Regions from separate parts of the Zea mays genome. Here region 2 is linked to region 1. A link is a contact called in public Hi-C data. All regions are on one chromosome and are shown on one strand. The core of a region is the stretch at or near the end of the contact, and the rest is flanking DNA. Distances in the headings are between cores, read along the strand shown.

Region 1 (2,700 bases), core at 103-2,602:
TGGTGTGTTTGGTTGAAATGATGGGATGGGATGGGACGATTGTTTGGTTCATGGCCATCAGGTGGGGCGAGTTCAGGTTTCCGTAGGCACCAACGCGTCCTGGAGGTCGGCGATTAGTTCTCCCGCCATTTTGATGAGAACATCATTTATCTCCATTGCCGTCTTGCCGAGCTAGCGCAGCCGCAGCAACCACCTGGGCGGCTGCGCCGGCAGAGGTCCATCGAGCATGGCAACAGACTCCTGCAACGCAATTTCAACATGTGTCTTGGGTCGATTTTTGGCGAGGCGTGCACTGCGACGTACCGTTGACATGTCCAGGACTCGGCGCGGTTGCTGTACTGCTTGTGGCGCATTCCGTGGGCTGGGCATGCTCCGAAGGTGTGGTGGTGAAGAACGTAGCAACACCTGTTGATATTTGTTCCTCCATTGTGAGGACTGCCACATCACTTAGTATTTTTGAAGATTTGGACCTGCAACCCTAAACCTTCGAGAACTCAACTGAGAAACAATAAAAAATTCAAGACCTTTAGGCCCAGTTTTTAACAATTTGGTTTATAGAAATTGAGATGGTTTCAAACAAATCAGTTTATGACTTAGATTATAGAAATTATATTTTCAGTTTCTTAAAAATTGGTCTCTTCTACCTAAAAGATACTTAAAAATTAGGTTGCTTCGGAATAGGGCCTTAGTGGGTTGCTTTCGAACAGGGTCTTAGTCGGGCACATTTTACTCTTTTATATTCTCGATATAGGGAGTGTTTGAATGTATTAGAGCTAATAATTAGTTGACTAAAAAATGCTAGTGGAATTAGCTAGCTAACAAATAACTAACTAAATATTAACTAATTTACTAAAAATAGCTAATAATTGCTAGGGTGTTTGGATGTCTTTAACTAATTTTAGCCACTAACTATTAGCTAGTGCATTCAAACACCCCTATAATATGGAGACTGCTCTAGAATTTCTGCGGAGCAATGTACTAGTACCTTACAATCATGAGCGATGTACCTGGACGCATTGTGTTTGATTGAACGTTCATTGCAAATTTCCTTGGGGGGAAACAAAGCAACCCTTTGTTCATGAATCATGACACTACTATGACAGTGATAGTGACAGTGTACGTGAAGTGACCAGTGAGCAGTGTGACTTCTTCATCATACAACTGGAGTACGGTGACGAGCGCTCATACACAACACGGATTTTACATGATGCGTCCAATTCATCGCACCTGGACATATGGAAGCTGTATACGATGAACCTGGACACGTTTACAGTCAGGCTCTATCTCCGCCCAGTCCGCACGCCCACCGAAACATACATAACAGCACAACCGTCGTGGAACTACACGCCAATCGCCAAGTAGGGCAGGCCGAGTTTGCAACAGCCGGCACAAACAACCACCCACACACCCATACAATTGGTGCTTCACGTTCCACCAACCGAGGCCTTGATCAGCGCAGCAATCGGCGTGGTGACAATGGAGTTCTTCCCGGGTGCGTACAAGAAGGCAACAGCGGCGCTCGACGAGGCGGCGAGGGCGCGGCTACGGGGCCCGTTCATCAGCGACACCGTCGCGCCATCGCCGGCGCCGTCCGGCGGCGCTGCGGACGCCGACGACGATCTGATGGATTCGGTCGACGAGTTCTACAACGGATACGGCGAGCACGGCACGGACGGCGGCGCCGTCGCCAAGGATGCCGTGGCGTCCCGGGCTACGGAGTGGAAGGAAGCTTTGCGATTGACGCTGGCGGATGCGGCGGCCGACGCGGCAGCCGTACGGATCCGCGCCGAGGCGGAGCGCATTGTCCGAGACGCCGGGCCAGCCGCCGTTGGCGGCGGCGGCGGGATTAGGAAGCACCTTGTGGAGCGGCTCCGTGCGAGGGGTTACGACGCCCGTAATAATGCTCTACTGCTCTGCAGTTCTCATTTTTCAATATCATATATACAACACGGGACATTAACATTCCTTTTTGTGCTCGGCTCGGGCATTCATTCAAGCAGGTCTCTGCAGATCGTCGTGGGGAAGAACCAGCAGCATCGCCGCGCCGGGCACGTACGAGTACGTGGACGTGACAGTGGGCTCGCCGCCGCCGCTGCCGTCAGCTCGCTACATCGTGGAGGTAAACGTGGCAGCCGAATTCGAGGTCGCGAGGCCGAGCGCCGAGTACCAGGACCTCCTCTCCTCCCTGCCGCCAGTGCTCGTGTCGAGTCCACCAGCTCTGAAGGAACTCGCCGCGGCAATGTGCGCCGCAGCGGCGGAGTCCATCCGCGGCGCGGGCATGCACGTGCCGCCGTGGAGGCGCGCGTCGTACGTGCAGGCCAAATGGTCCGCGCGGTTCGAGAGAACGGAAGCCGCGGCACCGGTGGCGGCGGCGACGGGGCCACGCGCTGAAGGAGGACCGAGGGCAGCAGCGCGTGCCCGGCGGCCTGGCGTGGGGAAGAATTGCGGAATGGAGATGGGACGCCGGCAGGGGGTCATGGGGCGGGAGGCACTGGTGAGAGTGAGGCCCTTGTTCAGAGGATTCTGAGTTGTGACGTGGCAGGAAGGATCGCGGGAGGGAGGATTGTTCAGGCTTTCAGAGGCCTCTTTGTTTTCGGTAGCAGTATTCTCTTGGGCCATGAATTATGTAGAATTCGTATGACTCATATTTTGGCGTGAGGGTTAAAAAATCATATTGAACTTACTGTATATGGCTGTACA
Region 2 (2,741 bases), core at 64-2,563, 280 kb after region 1:
TGCAGTTCCTTGCGCCGTGAGGTTACCCGGCACCAGCACCGCGTCGATCATATACACGGCGACGGCCTCCTCGTCCGCGAGCGTGCGGGTGACCCTGGCCACGTCGCGCGTCGCGGAGGCCAGCAGCGTCACCCTGCCGCGGACGTTGCGCACGGCCAGGGCCAAGTGGGACCTGCCCCCGTCGAGCGAGGCCGCCGTGCGCAGGTCCTGGTCGCCCGCCCGCAGCGCCTGCATGGAGTGGTGCCCCGGCGCGCCGTGGTACAGCACGACCGCGAGCCGGGCGTCGGCGGAGAGGCTGTTCAGCGTGGGCTGGAACGCCTCCACCGCCCTGTCCGCCGGGCAGAACAGCGTGAGCCCGCCGCCGCCGTCGGCCTGCCTCTCGAACGTCGCGGCCGCGTCGCCCGTGGCGGCGACGAGGCCGGCGAAGCGCCCGCACCCGTTCTCGGACATGACGTCCGACACGTTGCGCCTGCTCGGCGGCCGGTCGGCCGCCGCCGCGGGCGCCTCGGCCGCGGGGGACGAGATCACGCCGCTCACCCAGAGGACCGAGATGTTGTAGGGCGCCTCGTGGACGGGCCCGACGTAGAACACGGCGGCGGCGGCGCTCCCCGCGTCGTCCTCGGGCGCGAAGGCCACGCGCCCGCCCCGGCGCTCCGCGACCCTCACCATGCCCGCGCTCCCCGGCGCGTCGCCCGAGGCCTGGAACAGCGTGGACACGTCCGCGGAGCCGCCGGGGAGGCGGTGCAGCTTCGCGTCGTCGTAGTAGTCGACGAGGACGTGGAGGGAGAGCACGTGCCGCAGCGTCTCCCGCGGCAGGCCGCGCGCCTTCAGCGGCGCCATGTGGGCGTCGTCCACGGCCAGGACAGTGATCGTGTTCCGGTCGTCGATGTCGTCCGCGAGCCCCGTGGCCGCGAGCTCGCGGCCGAACTCGGCGAGGTCCCGGTGCCCGGAGAGGATGGCGGTGATGTTGTGCGCGGCATGGCATGCCGGCGGCGCTGAAGTGCACGCTAGCACCACTGCGGTGGCGAAGAGGAGGAGGGTGGTCCGGGCGCCGGCGGTGACCGGCATCGCTGCGCTGGGATGCGACGTACACGTACGCCTCCGGGCTCCGGGCACTAAACTGTGCGTGTGGGGGGGGGGGGGGGGGGGTTGGTTTCTCAGGAATGCACAGCACAGGAGGTGCTGATGGACACTGGAACGCTTCCCAGACCCAGAGCGTGGGATGCACGTGGTTTTATGGGAACCGATTGCCTCACAAAACCAGCGCTGTGTCTTGTGCCTGGGGTTATAGTTCCGTGCAGCTAAAGGCCATTTCAGCGGTGAGTTGAGTTTTAAACTAGATAATCGAGTATGTAAGTTTCATTCCTATGGAACTCTACTATCTTTTATGAAATTATCTATATATCTATTATTTTAATTGCACTATAATGTTATCAAACATGATGATGTCTCACCGTATTTAATGAGTATGAAACTCGAATGGTCTACTATCGTTTGTCAAGAATGATCCAGCGAATGACTCTTGGCTAAAATTCACGCTCGCGTTCGTTTCAAAAAACTAAAATCTATGCCTGCAGGGATATCATCAAAAGTGATGATGTGCCACCGTATTTAATAAAAATGAAACTGGAATGGTCTATTATCGTCTGTCGAGAATGATCGAGCGAATGACTCTCGGCTAAAACTCACGCTCGCGTTCGTTTCAAAAAAAAAAAAAAACTTGCCCGCGGGGAGATGAGATGAGATCGAACCAAAGAGTTCCAGAATTGGGCTAGACCACTCTGATAGCGCGAGCACCGAAGGGTGTTCCATTCCACGTTCGTGTAACACCAGCAAAAGCAGCGCTTCTACCGCTGCCTTTTGCACCTCACCTCGCATGTCTCGGCAAATGCGCAGCGTCATCTGCTCCAGCCGCCTCCATGGCCACGGGCCACGGCTTGGAGGAACCTGTGCTCGGTCGCCAGCGACGTCGGTCGCTTTAGCCATGCCGGTAATGGTTCGCTTGGACACCAGCATGTGGGAGGCGGTGGACGAAAGCTGAGACGCGCGAGCGGCGCCGGCAGACGAGGCACATGGCGAGCGCCGAGCGAGATCATCGACCGGGCCGGCCGGCGCGGGTGGCCCTCGTCCCTCTCGTGGCCCCCTGCCTGGGCCTGCCCCCACCCCTGCACTGCTGCACTGTGCAGAGCTTGCACGTTAGGGCCGGAGAGAAATGGTAAGCTTGCAGCAGACGCCCCGTGTAGCAGCGCCAAGGGTTTGTGCCGATAGGTGGAGGCGTCCCTGTGGGAGTGACAGGGACGAACAGATCAGGCATCGATCAGGGGTGAGGTCGGGTCGTCTTCCCTACTAAATCTATAGTACTAGTATATCTTTGTAAAAAACTGTTTTACCAGACGTATTTTTTTTAAAAAAAACTTTAATTTCACTTGTGAAGCTACTCTAATTCCAGACAGAGAGACCTTGCTCTTGCTCCAGAAATAATAATAAAAAATGCTAAACGAGAGGAGTGATCCCGGCCGTTTCATTTGAATCAAGAAACCGGCCCAGTCTGGCCACGAAGAAGCTGAGACTGGAAACAAGAATGGGCCTTTGCACGGTTCCACCTTCTGGGCTCAATGTGTATACCACCAAGCGGAATAGCTGGGCCCGGTTCTTTGATAGAATCGGGGACTCGGGGTGCAATTCTCTTCGTCCGCGTTGACGCGATCACAGGGCTTCCCAATCATCACTAAACGATGACA

Evidence for each region. A called contact is a pair of places that touch in the nucleus more often than the background predicts.
Region 2: a contact with region 1 is called in a Hi-C map of leaf mesophyll, with 4 times the contacts expected there. The contact joins the promoter of LOC103654016 here to the promoter of LOC100384163 in region 1. A contact is called at or near these places in 2 of 25 Hi-C or Micro-C datasets (leaf and leaf mesophyll).

The regions. Positions count from the first base shown.
Region 1 is chr4:168,976,460-168,979,159 of Zm-B73-REFERENCE-NAM-5.0, forward strand. LOC100384163 (DUF506 family protein) reads left to right here and starts at 1,353. Exons shown (of 2, transcript NM_001176741.1): 1 at 1,353-1,894; 2 at 2,001-2,700. The coding sequence starts at 1,477. The coding sequence ends at 2,527.
Region 2 is chr4:169,258,573-169,261,313 of Zm-B73-REFERENCE-NAM-5.0, forward strand. It overlaps LOC103654016 (fasciclin-like arabinogalactan protein 2), which reads right to left and starts at 1,314. Exons shown (of 1, transcript XM_008680841.4): 1 at 1-1,314. The coding sequence starts at 1,068.